Regions from separate parts of the Rattus norvegicus genome. Here region 1 is linked to region 2. The links are chromatin contacts, called in public Hi-C maps. All regions are on one chromosome and are shown on one strand. Each heading gives the region's core, a stretch centred on a gene start, on an enhancer-like site or on the middle of the called end of the contact. The rest is flanking DNA. Distances are from core to core; before and after follow the strand shown.

What was found. Hi-C and Micro-C count contacts between places; a contact is called where the count stands out from the background.
Region 1: a contact with region 2 is called in a Hi-C map of kidney, with 4 times the contacts expected there. The contact joins the promoter of Trmo here to the promoter of Xpa in region 2. A contact is called at or near these places in 2 of 12 Hi-C or Micro-C datasets (frontal cortex and kidney) and 1 of 1 datasets of contacts at active chromatin or transcription factors (oligodendrocytes).

What each region holds. Positions count from the first base shown.
Region 1 is chr5:65,466,806-65,474,180 of GRCr8, reverse strand. It overlaps Trmo (tRNA methyltransferase O), which reads left to right and starts at 2,162. Exons shown (of 5, transcript NM_001025652.1): 1 at 2,162-2,294; 2 at 3,604-3,778; 3 at 5,110-5,267. The coding sequence starts at 2,219. LOC120102868 (a long non-coding RNA gene) reads right to left here and starts at 2,259. Exons shown (of 3, transcript XR_010051791.1): 1 at 2,004-2,259.
Region 2 is chr5:65,268,537-65,276,319 of GRCr8, reverse strand. It overlaps Xpa (XPA, DNA damage recognition and repair factor), which reads left to right and starts at 4,988. Exons shown (of 6, transcript NM_001399041.1): 1 at 4,988-5,212. The coding sequence starts at 5,041.

The sequences.
Region 1 (7,375 bases), core at 913-3,412, 200 kb before region 2:
CCTCTGCAAGAGCGACAAATGCTCTTAACCACTCGGGTTTATCTTTTCTTGTTGGTCCTTTTGAAGATGGGGTCTTATATGTCCCAGGATGACTTGAAACTCACCTTGTGAGCATGTCTCCACACCTGGCTTTATCCAATGCTAGGACTTTGTACGTACTAGACAAGCACTGAGCTACACCCCTAGCCATTTTGTTTTATGGGCTTTCAGGTACTGGCGTGCTGGTTCATAGCTGCCCATATAGGTACATGCCTATGAAACCAGAGGGTGATGTCTGTCTTCCTCAATTGCTCTCCAGCTTACATAGTTAGGCAGGAGCTCTTACTTGAACCCAGAGCCCAATACTTGGGATAGTCTAACTATCCAGCTTGTTCCAGGAATTACCTGTCCTTACCTGTAGGCCACTACATCCATTCAGCATTTACGTGGGTGCCAGGAACCCAAAGTCTAGTCCCTTACTTGTGTGGCAAGTGCCTAACCCACTGAGCCATCTCCATCACCCCTTGTCCTGTTTCCTTCTACCATTCCCTATAAATTCATTATTTTCTTACTATTCCTATCTAGACACCAGAGTGAATCAAATTATTCCTGTTTTCTTGTTGGTTTAGAGCTTTGAGGTAATGGATTAGAATCTCCCAGAATCCACCTAAGCTCCACTTTGTGCTGCCTCCTTGTGTGGTAGGAAGGGATCTGGGCATGCCTGAGCTACTGAAGAATTTTTAAAAATTGTGTTTGTGGCTCTGGCTTACCTCCAACTCAGAGGTCAGCCTGCTTCTGCCTCCCCAGTGCTGGGATTTAAGTTTGAGCTACCAGGTCGGGCTTTTAAATGTGTGCGTGGGTGACTGTGGATGCCAGAAGAGGTCATCGGATACACGGGAAGTGAAGTTACTACAAGGTGGGAGTTGCCACATGGGTGCTGAGAATGGAACCTGGATCCTCTTGAAAATTCTCTTGCTTCGAATTGCTGAGCCATCGCTTCAGCTTCCTTTAGGTTATTTTAAAAGACAGATTCCTAGGTCCAGTACCTCCAAGTCTACTTTTTTTTTGAGTCTCAGAAGTTGGCACAGTTGGCAATTATACACTGCTGGTAGATTATCAAGTGATTGGCAGGTCTTCGGGAGGACTAGCACCTTTCACTTTTCAGTTTTGACTGTCTTATTAACAGCGCCGACTAGTGGCGACTGCAGCTTATCCAACCCATTTTTACAGCCTGTACCCAAAGGTGCCCAAAGGTATTCAAACTTTGTTTCTCTAGTTAGACAACGGTTATCTACAAGAAAGGGGGGGGGGGGGGAGCGGACTCACATATTTTTAATATTTTATATCACAGGTAATGTCAGGTGGAGTCCCCACCACCCCCTTCTAAGTCAACAAGATTTTGAAATCCCTGTACAGAGTTTGGATGAAAGAATCTTACAAGTGGTTAAAGACAGCTGGATATTGCATGAGATTAAAATACAATTTTTGTTGGTGCCTACTTTTATAATGTATGAGCTGGCTCTTTACTCTCATTTCGGTTCCAGTGGTTTGGAGCACAAGAAACGTACCCATTTATTAACTCCTAGCTTGCTTGTAACACCTACCACTCTTGATTTCCTTGGCCTTTCCCGACAAATAGTTATTACTAAAAAAGTGGAGCAGAGTGATAAATATAACCCGTATGCCCACGCCCAAGGAGAATTTTAAACATTTAACCTCCAGTTCTTGAGCCGCTAGACGGCTCAGCGGGTAAAGCAACTGGCTAACACAACCCGAATTTGATCCTGGGAGCCACGCGGCGAAAGGAGAGAATCGGCTCCGGCATTTTGTCATCTGACTTCGACATGCTCCCGCGCACACAATAAATGAAAAAAAAAAAGTCCCAAACTCCAGTGCTTTTGCTATGTGATCATAGATGAGCCATTCACATCCTTTCCCTTTAAATTCATGGTTAGTTTTGGTCACCGAGGCCGCTCACAATTCAAGGGTATCTTTGCGAGTACATCTTTAGCCACACGTCCCACCTTCGGAGGGCACACTGCATGCTGTCGCGAGACCGCCGTCGCCGCACGATGGGTGAACGGTGGGGCCGCGCAGCGTTAGGATACCCAGCCTCCACGAGGTACTGGGCCGCCATTGAGGTCGTTCTCCAAGACCCCGCACTTTGCGACAACTGCGCAGGCGCCAAAGCACGGAAGCGGAAGCGGAAATCAGCGGGGGGGCGCAGCGGCCTGTAACCATGCGCGGCTTGGAGAAGCAGGGTCCGAGTGCTACAGCGGCCCCATGTGGGTGCGCTCAGCCGGCCCTGGAGACAGGTAACTTCTAGGAAACAGGCCGCGCCGCGCCCTAAGCTAGATTGCCGGCTTCCCTGCCGAGAAGAACGCGAGCTGCCTGACGTGTGTTCTTGTCCTTGCCGCCAAAGTAAGGATCACGTGGCCAGGCCACCACGTGACGCTCCAAGGCCAACGGGAGTGACGTATTACGCTTTTGGTACTCAGGGTGTGGGCTGCTCTTAGTCTCTGCATAGCAGCTGTGTCGGCCACGTGTGTTGTGTGGTCTTTTTTTTTTTTTTTTTTCTTTAGGGAGACAGGGAGATAGGATGCATGTGATGGATGTTGTCATCTGGCCCCAGTTTCTTGTCTTTGATCCTCTTCCACAAGAGCATGGATGAAGATTTAAAAACAACAAACCCCCCCAAACAGAAATTATACAGCAGTAATTGTAAATATTCTTGGAGAAAACTTGAAAGTTGTCAGAAGTACATACAATATAGATGGAGAAAGAAAGCCAGTTAGTTTATATAGATAATTTACAGTGTGGTGTCCGCTTTTATACAATTCAATCAAAGTAAATGAAGTATTGTGTGTGTGTGTGTGTGTGTGTGTGTGTGTGTATTTTTTTAACCCCCCCCACCCCCCCCGTATAGAGGGTCCTTGTCTTTCCACTCATACCCTGAAGACAGGGTTTTTCTGTGAAACCTTGGCTGTCTCGTACTCACTCTATAGACCAGGCTGTCGTTGAACTCAGAGATCTGCCTGTCTCTGTCTCCCAAGTACTGCGATTTTTTTTTTCTTTTTCTTTTTTTTCGGAGCTGGGGACCGAACCCAGGGCCTTGTGCTTGCTAGGCAAGCGCTCTACCACTGAGCTAAATCCCCAACCCCAAGTACTGCGATTTAAAATAGGTGTGCTACATTCCTATAGTAATAAGAGTTTGTATCAGCAAAAAGTAAGGAAACATGTTGTGAGAGACAGTGCCAGATCTTACTGGTTGTACTAATAAGATATAATAGGACAGATTTAATGCAAATTAAATAAAATGGAGATCTGGAGTGTCTCTTCAAAGAACATAAAAGAAGTAATTATAAATTACAATTTCTACCTCATAATATACAATCAATGCATTATATTAATATAATTTATGAATTTTTATAACTATAAGTAAAACTTGAGATGGTATGCTGCTACACAGTTGTGATCCCAGCAGCTAGGGGATGGGGCTGATGCTGGAGGTGTATAAGTTTGAGGCTGACTTTGTATTTAAACATGTTTTTAATAGTTGAGAGAAAAACAGGTTTTCTTTTTTGACCATTTGAGTAATGATTCTTACTCGGTTTTCTTCCATAGGGAATCTTTTAACTGAGCCAATAGGGTACTTGGAATCATGTTTCTCAGCCAAGATTGGTACTCCAAGGCAGCCATCCATTTGTAGCCAATCCAGAGCCTGTTTGAAGATCAGAAAGAGCATCTTTAATAATCCTGAACATTCCTTGATGGGCCTAGAACAGTTTTCTCATGTTTGGTAAGTTGCTTTCTTAGTTAGAAGTGGTACCGTGGACCCTGAGAAAGTACACCAATTGAAGGCAGCTTTGAAGCTTGTCACCTATACCACCCTTATCTGTATGATTATGGATTATGTGTAGATTCCCATATTCAGTTTGTGCATTTGATTGTTTGCATCCTTGGACACCATTAGGAACTTGTGATTCACTGAGGGAACGTGTTTTAATTACTGCTTGTTCTAATTATTATGGCTCTCTTCTGTTTAGCTTACACCAAGCACCTCCTAGACTCTGCCTGTGGGTCATTACGCTGGTCTCTAGAACAAGACTCAGCAAACTGTGGTCTGTGCACCAAATATAGTATGTTTATGGGATCACAGCTGTGCTGACTGTAGCATGATCTGAAACTGTGCATTGTCTGTGGCATACCTACAGGTTTATATATTGTGTATGACGACCAGGGTAAAACTGCTTCAGTTGCAGAATAGTGGAAACAAATCGTAAAATACTTATCATCCGACCTTTTAGAGAAGTTGCTGAATTGAAGAGTTCAGTGTACTCTCCCTAAAAGACAAAAAGCCTTAGAAATTTGGATACTACTTGCTCTCATTAGGAATTCTGTTTCTGTCCATGTTTACATGTCCACCAGGGAAATACAGTGTTGTTTTTAGTTTATCTTAATTATTGACGCTCATGCTAGCTGTTTTTTGGTTCCCGTGTAAGCTGCACATTCTGGTTCTTTGGGTCCTTTGAGTTGAGTTCTTTCCTTGGTGACTTATGTAAGGATGACTTACATATTGTCAATATTGGCTAACCCATTGTGTATAGCAAACATCTCTTAGACCTGAATTTGATGGTTTAATAAATTCCAAACTGTTACTAGTTCCCTTCATAGTTTCTGGCTTTCATATTCTGTTTAGAAAGGCCTCATCAAGTTGAACTTTTCTGAACTTTGGTTTCTTTACCCTCAGAGTGAGGGCTAAATTTTACTTCCTAGGATTGCTCAGGTACAAAATGGGCATGAAAATGTCCAGTCCATTACATGGCAAGCAGCAGCCACTTAGAAGCAGTGTTCACTTGGCCATGTGACAAGTCTAAGTTCCTGCAGCATGCCAGTCATTGTGCTGGGTACAAAGAATGGAGATGATGCTCTTGCTACAAGGAAGGAAGGAGAGAGGGAGGGAGAGAGGGAGGGAGGGAGGGAGGGAGGGAGGGCCTATTTTCTTATGACTGATAAACTTAGTAAGAACTGTTCTTCGTGTTAATTAGTGGGAGATCACTTCCCTTCCCAAATCACTGTACAGAAATAGCCTGTCCTTCTTAAACGAGTGTCTTGGTTTATCTTCAATAGGATCTTGTTTGTCTTTCATAAAAACGGCCATTTGAATTACAAGGCAAAAGTGCAACCCCCTAGGCTGAACGGGGCAAAGACCGGAGTGTTCTCCACACGGAGCCCCCATCGCCCGAATGCAATAGGACTGACACTGGCCAAGCTGGAGAAGGTGGAAGGTAACTCACCCGCTTCACCTTTGTCTGACTCCTTGAAAACCGCTAGCTGCTGTTCATGCCAACACTGTCAGTGTCACCTTTGAGAGCCTGCAGCCCTTAGGACCGTGTGAGGATTGGGGGTGTCAGCATTGGGAACACTTAGGAAACACTAAGACAGACTTGTGGGAGATGCTCAGACCTTATTTCATTAGCCCACTATGAAAGCCAGTGCTGTTTTTAAGAACTCATAGGTTTTGTAAGCATTAGATTAGTAAGAAGATTCTTTAAGACTTGGGATGTAGGAAATACAAGATGATTAAAACTTTCTGGCTATTTTCAGTTGTGATGTATGTGCTCAGTTGCTATACATTTCTGGAAAGCAGAAGAAAGGTGTCCTAACCTCTTGCAGGCTGAATGAAGAGATGTTTGAGTCACAGGGCAGGCCATCAGCTGTGCTGTGTCTCCTGGGATGAGTTACCCTGCAAGCTTTAGCAGTGTCAGGTTGTAGAAGTGCCACAGTAGAAGACCAGATTGGTTTCAACTGTGTTCCTGTATAACCTAGGCAGATGTTTTCAGAGCTTCTGTTTGTTTATTTGGCTTTTTTATTTTGTTTAGTTTTTTATTGTTTTTGATACAGGACCTTATGGATCCAGGTTGACTTTGAAATCCATATAGAGCTGAAGATGGTCTTGAACTCTTGACCTCCTGCCTTTGCCTCCTGAGTGCTGTTATTACAGGAGTGCATCACAGCCTACTTTACATGGGGGCTGTGGCTTGAACCCAGGGCTCTGTGCATAGTAGGAAAGCACTCTATCAACTGAGTTCTGCCCCAGCTCAGAGAATTGCTCACTGCTTTTGTTAGAGAGGCAGAAGGTGACAGCATGGGTGGAAGAGTGGAGAGCCATTCCAAGCTGCATCTCGATTGCTTGCCCCTGGAGTGGGCAGAAGCATGGACTTGGCTCTTGGACTCCACAGAGTTTTAGCTGAGGGTCTTAAATGACAGTTTCTCAGTGCTCTTCAGGACGGCTTTGTTCTATCTGGGCCCTGCACTCTGTTGAATTGTGCTCAGTTGTTAGGTGGGTTGTCCAGAAAATTTAGTGCCGTATCCACCCGCTTTTGTTGAGGTGGACTTATGAAATGGACAACAGCACTGTAGGACATTTTCTGATCACTCATGCAAACGGCATGTTTTGGTTCCTTTTTTATTACTGTGATAAGATACTATGACCAAGGCAACTTATAAAAGAAAATGCTTATTCAGGGGTTACAGTTTCAGAGGATTATTTACAGTCCATAATTATCATGGTGGGCAGGCTTGGTGCTGGGGCAGTAGCTGAGGGCTTACTTCTTGATCCAAATACATGAAGCGGAGAGACAACTTCGAGATTTCAAAGCCCACAGCCAATGACGCACCTTCTCCAGCAAGGCAGGTCTCCTAATCCTTTCTAAACAGCTAGGGACTGAGTATTTAAATTTATGAGCCTTTGGAGCCCTTTGAGTTCAAACCACCACACTGCATTTCTTTTTAATCATTGACTTTGTGCCAGTCTTGTAAATGGTAGCGATACATTGGTGATTAACTCAGATAAGAATTCCTGCTCATACGGAATTTAGCCTACTCTTGAGAGAGATGAAGTCAGAGGCGTGAGTGGGCAAACAGTAATCAATAATGAATAGTGTAGAGGTGGAAGAGTGCTGCTCCTTGTACCTGTCATAAAAGGTCACGAGCCATGTGTTAGGAGGCCAGTTGGCGAGAGAACAGCATAATAATACTGTCCATGCAGAGGGACATGATAGCCCGAGCCCTGAGCACTGTAGGACTTTCCTGAGAACGCTCGGGTTCTCCTGTGTATCCCATTATTTCCATAGTCAGGGTCGTCTTCCAAAGGCTTGCACACAGCACGTCTCCCATCTGGAGCTTCCTGCAATCATGGTGTTCTTCAGTAGACTCAGAGTCAACGTGAGCGCATGCTGTGTTTGGTTCTCATCCAGTCAGTGTTCCAAGAGTCAGCATAGGAGGCTCTGTACCAGTAGCAGGGTGTGGACAGCAGCTATCCAAGTGGAACAGCAGGAGACCTTAATTCTTAGTTGGAGGGTCTTGTGCCCTGATGACTTTTTGGGGTCCTTAT
Region 2 (7,783 bases), core at 3,739-6,238:
TGGATACGGGTTATTTAGCTCTCTCCTCTGTACTCTGGCCACACAAATGCCTTTCTCACTCCCCAGGGGATTCTCTAGAGTTACTGCAGACTCCATAAGTATAAAGGAGAGCAGTTCTTCAGAATGTTCGATGCGTAGTCTCCACGCGCTTCAGCAATCCATGCCCGTGTCTGTATCCAACAGAGACAGCATGTGTGTGCCAGTACCCGGATGCTCGCAGCAGGGGTTTCTGTCCGTGGACAAGTGGATAAATAAAATGTATGTCCACCTAATGGAATGTTGTCAATAAAAAAAAAAATGAAGCAGGGACAGAAACTGCAGTGTTGACGAATCCTTATGCTAATACGGATTGAAACTTTATACTACGTGAAAGACGCCAGCCACAAAAGACCATGCGCTCTATGATTCTGTTTATAGGGAGAATTCAGAGGAGGCAAATCTATTGAGGATGGAAGCTTGCGCAGGGCCAAGGAGATTGGAGACAGTGGCGGGGGGCTGGGGGGCTGGGAGAGGGGGGTGACCATTAACGGTTGTGAGGTTTGTTTCTAGGCTGACAAGAATGTTCTAGAATGGACTGCGGTGATGTTTGTGTAACCTGTGCCATACCGAACATGACTAGACCGTTTACTTTAAATGGGTAGACTGGAGAGCAGTGATTGCGTTTGAGCAAAACTGGAAGGCATCACCTGTATGAGAGATCTGTATTTACTCAGGGCTGTGTCTTCATTGGCTCGTGGTGGCTGCAGGGACATCCAACAGTTGGCTAGATGATGTCCACTCTGGGACAGCCCTTCTGGTTCCTGGATGTCAAAGGATTCTGCCTCAAGCCAAAGTGCATTCTGTACCATCCAGAGGTCTGGCGTCATTGGAAATGGATGGTGCTTGTTGGGGGATGGGCTGAGGGTGAGGGATAGGTTTCAGATGGGCAGAGAAGTACTATCAAGAAAGAGCTTCGAGGTGTGGAGAAGAGAGTCCTTTCAGATAAGAGTGTGACAGGTGGTCATGTGACCAGACGAGATTAGACCCGGAGCTCCTGGAGAGGAAGAGGATGAGTAATTCATTGCCGTGTGCTGGGTCCTCAGCCCAGGAGCTGGCTGGAAGCAGGTACATAGTGAACTCATGAATGAACTCCATGACGAGAGCAGACTCGAAGGCTGACTGAAAGAGCAGGGAGAGCATCCATCCGTAGGAGTTGAGCTCAGGTGCAGAGCAGGGAGGGTCTGCAAAAGGGCAGCTTCCTTCAGGATGATGGGGGCAGGTCCTCCAAAGGCTGCTGGGACCAGGTGTGAACTTAGACTCTGTGACAAGGAGTCGATTAATGATGTCTGAGCGGAGGCCTGGGCAATGCTGTAGAATGTGCTGTAGCCAGGCTATGGCTATGTGGAGGATCGATGTAGAGCCAGCATCGGGGCAGAGGCTGCTCAGATTAGAGTCAGCAAGGACTGAATGAAGCCAGTAGCATCAGGGCCAAGGCAGGGCCAGAGGCAGAGACACTGGGTCACTTCCAAGGCATAGTGAAAACTCCAAAATGAAATGTATCTTCTAACTACTTTATTTGTTTGGCAGAGCGGTAACTATTAGAGGAAGCACTCACCAGTAAATCTAAGAGGTCTGTGGCTGGGAGCTGCAGCCACCATGCTGTGACGGTGATTGAAGGAATTCCCCCAATCATGGGTAACAAGAGATCAGGGACTCAAAAGTCCAATGCTCCACAGTGTGGCCGCAGTCCAAAGCTGTCAACGTGTGGACCCTAGACCATGTTCAGTGGCCTCTGATAGGCAGCAGTCGCTCTGGACCAGGCTTGAGATTGACACGGATGTCCCTGGGTGAGGGCCCTCTGTCAGCCACAGGGGAGATCCCAAAACACCACAATGGACCAACCCAGACAAGGCAGACCAGTGAAAGAGGTGTGAAAGTCTCATTCTCCTGGAGAGACTTGTAATTAGTGCTAGAGCTCTCACTTGTGAGTGTTTGGTCTCACAGAAGTTCTGAGCCAACTCTGTGCTTTACTTTTCTCCTCTGTGAAGCAGGACTAGTGAGTACACTCACTGAGTGGTTTTGGGGATCCTGTGAATTGCTGAATTCTGGATGCTCTAAACTGATCTGTGCACTCAGGAGGCTGAGATAGGACTGTGAGCTTGAGGCCAGTCTTCAGTCAGTACACACACACACACACACACACACACACACACACCCCACAGACACAAACACACACAGAGACACACACATACACACACACAGAGACACAAACACATACACACACATACACACACAGGCACACAAACACACACATACACACACAGACACACATACAGACACACACACACAGAGACACAGACACACACAGAGACACAAACACACACACAGACACACACAGACACATACAGACACACACACACAGAGACACAAACACACAGAGACACAAACACATACACATACACACACAGAGACACACACACACATACACACACAGACACAAACACACACACATACACACACAGACACAAACACACACACATACACACACACAGAGACACAGACACACACAGAGAGACACACACACAGACACAAACACACACAGACACACAGACACACACACACACACACACACAGAGAGAGAGAGAGAGAGAGAGAGAGAGAGAGAGAGAGAGAGACCTTGTCTCAAGACAAACCAAAAACCTTGTGTATACTCAGCTTCATGGAGATGTTGGCTGTGTTATTACTAAAACAGAGACAGAACTAGACAGGAACCTGAGCCATTTAGAGTGTCTCCCGTTACTCCTGTTAAACAGGCATGGAAGCAGGAACAAGATTCGGCTTTGAGGGGTTGGGGATTTAGCTCAGTGATAGAGCGCTTGCCTAGGAAGCTCAAGGTCCTGGGTTCGATCCCCAGCTCCGAAAAAAAGAACCAAAAAAAAAAAAAAAAGATTCGGCTTTGAATTTGTGTTTCAGTGCAGGTCAGATACACAACTAGGGCTATTTGACATAAAATTAAACTTACCGAGTTTAGCAACCATTTGCAAAGCAGTTCCTGTGTGCCATATTTGATGTGATGGCTCTGAAGTAACAGGGGACTGAGCAGTTCCTGCTCTTAATGCCATGAAAACCTGATCACAGATGTTCTTGTGTTGTGAGTGGCTGTCAATGATGGTCAAAGTGACCACATTTAAGGGGTAAAACCTCAGGGAATTAGAGGAAAAACAGCCCAGTCATACATAGAGAGGGGGTCCTGGCAGGGCCTTTGCAGGGTTTCTCACCCCCCATCTTCCTGGACTCCCTTCTTCAGAGGCTACTCTTTCAGTTCCACTGGGGTTTCAGCGCTCTCTGTCCTTTGCACAGTTTCCTCATTAGCCAGGATCTGTAAGGGTGGGAGGGGAAGGAGGTACAGTGTGGGAAGGTGGATGCAGTCATGAGAAAAGGCAAGGACATGGCCCCTGATTTGTTGTTCTTGCCCTTCTTCCTTTTGTACCCCCACCAGGTGACTCATGTGTTTGGCTCCGGGCAAACCCATAGCCTTTGTCACCCAGTGGAGTATACTGATCAGGGTGCGCACTCTTTCTCTGAGGAGGGAGTCTGCTTTGAGCTGAGGCGCCAGCTCACAGATCAGACCTGGTTTCCTGAAACTCTATCACAAAAATTCCCCGAGCCAAAGGAGAGGGAGTTACCTGGAAAGGGAGAGCAACGAGTTGCCAAGAGTTTCAGAATCCTGGGGCGTATGAAGCATTCAAGCTGCATCCTGAAACCTGTCAGATTCGATGTTTTGTCGGGGACAGGATTCTGAGCACTGGTCACCCTCAGAGGTTATTTTAGGGGGAATACTGTCACCTCATCCCCTCAGCCACCAAGTCAGAAATTCTCAGAGACTACGGTGGTCATCAGAGGTGCTGCTACTTAAGGCTTGGTGCCACAAGGGTGGGTGCGGTAGGGTGGGGTGGAGGTGGGGTTCTGGTGCTCAGATCCCCTGCTCTGGCCAGAAAATACATCCACAAAGTTGTGCAATCATCAACAGTGTCTGGTTCTAGAATTTTCATCACCTCAGAAGGAGGCCCCGTACCCACACTGTAATGTCTCCTCACAGTTACTCCTTAGTTTCATGCTCCAGGAACCTCTAACCTTTTTTCTATTATGGTGGGCTTGCCTGTTATGTGAGTTTCCCATAAACGCACCCATTTGTGATTGGCTTCTTTCTCTTAGAGTAACATCTTCAAAGTTCAGTCACGTCGTAGCCTGGATCGGTGCTTCATTTTTTTCACGGCTGAAGAAAAATAATTCATTGTATGGTAATACTATGTATGCTTTGTTTAGCCATTCAAAAGTTGATGGGCATTCGGGCAGTTTTTAGCTTTTGGTTATTGGGAGCAGTGGTGCTATGAACATGCCCCCTGGCACAGCAGTCCACAATACAGGGGGGAGTACACTGTGCATTTTTTCTCCCAAAGCCATCTTGCCGCACAGGGGGAGTTACTGCCACATCACATTCCCCCACTGGATGGAAGGTTTTCTGAAACCAGGGGTTTCGTTTCTATACAGGATGGCCAGTCTGTTGTCATGGGGCTGTCTGGCTTTCCACGTGGTTTCGACTTTGGCTCTCTACCCACGCCCCGCAGCTGGGTTTGGAGCTCATACTGCGTCCCACTTCTCTCTGTTGTCTTCCTGTTTTCTCATGCTTTTTAGCTGTCACACAGACATTCTTTCTTGATGCTCTTTTCCATGTTCTCTTTACTTTTGGACACAGGGTCTCATGTAGCTCAGGCTGGCCTGGAACATACTGTGTAGACAAGGATGACCTTAAAGTCCTGATCCTCCAACAATGCTTAGTCCAGGTTATGTGTCAACAAGTGCTTTACCATCTCTTCCGCCACCACTCCTCAACTGCGCAGGCGCAATGCCTCTCCCATCGTCTTTTCCGCCACTACTCCTAGACTGCGCAGGCGCAATTCTTTTCTTTTCTTTCTTTTTTAAATGCCTGATAGTGGAGGTACTTGTGGCTGCTAGAAACTGTTAGTGATTCGCGTGCGCTGTTTACGGAGTGTGTTAGCGATGGCGACAGCGGAGGAGAAGCGGACGTCACCGGAGCCCGCGGCCGCGGAGAAGCCCGCGGAGCTGCCGGCCGCCGTACGCGCGAGCGTGGAGCGGAAGCGGCAGCGGGCGCTGATGCTGCGCCAGGCCCGGCTGGCGGCGCGGCCGTACCCGGCGGCGGCGGCCACCGGAGGTGGGGGCCCCCTACGGGCGCGCGCATAGCCTTCATCCGGCGGGTTTGGGACCGCATCCCTAGCCTTCCCACTGCGTCTTGGCAGCCGACTCCAGCTCGGTGTGCGGGAACAGCTGTGCATGCCCGTATCTCCGCGGTCCCAGGCCATCCCTGTCGTGCCCTGTGCTTGGCACATCTATGGTGCAGAACTTTCAGTCTTGCAGCCATTAAACAAGCCTGCACCGTCTCCCACTCCAGCACCCAGTAGAACTGCCCCAGACCCAGTCTTTTACATGCGCCGCGCCTGCTTTCCAGCGCAAAGTAGATTAACACCCGCAGAGCCCCGCACTTTGGAGTTGACACGGCTTGGTAACCTTGTTTTACTTAGTGGCATATGCCCTGGGTTCATTTTGGCTATACTTGGCATCTAAGGGTAGCCCCTGCCTTGCTGTTTTCCCGCTTTTTAATGCCCGTCGTGCTTTCGGCTGCTGGCATTTCTCTTGGGAGTAATTCACCTGAGTTATTTCTACAAAAGTAATTTACTTTTTTATCCCTTTCTCACGACTCCACATAGTGCGTGTGTTTGTGTAGTACTTGTTTTGGCAGTATGTTAATAAATAATAATACTAAATAATGCGTATGTTTTATGGCAGTTTGTACTTTTAGACTTGCCATTGAATTTGATTTGTTACTCTTGACCAGCAGAGCTGGTTTGTAGCTTAGATTTGAATCTTTCAAAACCACTTGAAAGTCCTCATATGCCATTTTGTAACGTAAAAAGTAATTTCCATTATCTTTGTTGGTTATAGTGCAGATCTCATAAGTCCGTATTGCAGCCTCGGTTTCTCATTATCCATATACAGATAGACACTGTTAGATACATGTCTCACCACTGTCCTTCTACCTGCTGGGAACATCTAAAGCCATGAGAGTTTCTACAACTTCAAACAGCCTGGCAAGTAGGGAGACAGAATCGTTCAGTTCCACACGAGGAGTCCAGAACATCGGGAAAACTAGAAGAGCAGAAGTAGTCTGTTGCTGAGACAGATTGTAACCAGAGCTGCTGGGGAGGCTGAGGCAGGGGGATCCTGAGTTCAAGAACTGCCTGGGATAGAGTTCCAGGTCAGCCTGAGCAAGTTAGGGAGGCCTCGACTCTAAAAACCAGACAGAGGGCTGTGGATGTAGCTCGCTAGTCGAATGCTTGCCTGGTGTGCTCAAGACCCTGGGCTGGAAAAAGAAAAGTAGCCTAGGGCTGGAGAGATGACTCAGCGGTTAAGAGCACTGATTGCACTTCCAGAGGTCCTGAGTTCAACTCCCTGCAACCACATGGTGGCTCACAACCATCTGTAATGGGATCAGATGCCCTCTTCTGGTGTGTCTGAAGACAGGGACGGTGTACTCATATGAATAAAATAAATCTTTAAAAAAAAAAAAAAGAAGAAGAAGAAGAAGAAAAGAAAAGTAGCCTAAGTTAGGCAAGGTTGGCCAGTCCACCTGGTAAGTTTTGTTGCCCTTGGAAACAAGGGAGTTCCCTTATTTTAGGGAGTTCTGGTATCTTGTTTGAGTACCCCGTTCCTCATTTCACTCACCACCCTGGGGAGAAAGGGGTTTCTCCTTCAGAGTTTATACTGAGTGAGTTTTCCCTTCAGTTTGCTGTCGTGGGAAATCATTTCTGTTCTTTGCTTCTGCAGCTAGATCCTCAGACACTTCCCAGCTAGGCTCACCCCATGCTCGCTTTCAGTTCTGGTTATTCTGATCCTCTTAAAGTGATTTTTTTTTTTTTGACAAGTGTCTAGTATAGAATCCTCAGAGTAAAGACTAGTTATTGCTACTCTCCTTTCTCCTCAAGGTTGTGGTCCCTGTCTTACCAAGCCTCGTGTAGAAAAGAGTTTACAGAGCGGGACTGGAACCATCCTCAGGAAGGCTTAAGGCTTTACTTTGGCTGCTATCTAGAAACTTGGGATTTGGTGTGTTTCCACTATTCCCAACCTGGTGGTTTACTGTAGATATATTGTAAGTAGAAATGTGATGTGTGCCCTATACCTGGGTAGCTCTCTGGAAGTCAGGCGTTTGGGGCCTGAGTATGGGGACGGAAGCTCCCATATTGCAACTCCTTTTGCCCGGTGTATCTTTTTACTTGACTTTTCATTTGTATTTAAAATCCTTTGCAAATGGTTAGTGAATGTAAGTAGGGAGATTAACTGCAACCAGGGAAGCAGTTTTGGAAACACTGTAATATATCCAGTCCGATCAAAGTCCCTAGTCTGCAGTTAGCATCTGAAGTTGGGCAGGCAGGAACTGAACCCACAGCCTGTGAGCTCTGACTAGATAGCATCCGATTGGAAGTGAGGGCCCCTGGCTGGAATTCACTGGAGAAATTCTAGGGGTATAGGTTTTTGTTGAATAGTGTTGAGTGGTTTGTCTTGTTTGTAATTGGAGCTAAGCCTCTGATGTGCTGCGAGCTTTGGGGTTTGGTGTGGATTTGTGTAGGTTGATGTCATTATGCAGGTGAGGGCTGGCACGAGTTAGGTCAAGGCCATGATTGGATGGTAAAAATTAAGGCTGGGACAAAGTTTTTGTAAGGCGGGAGAG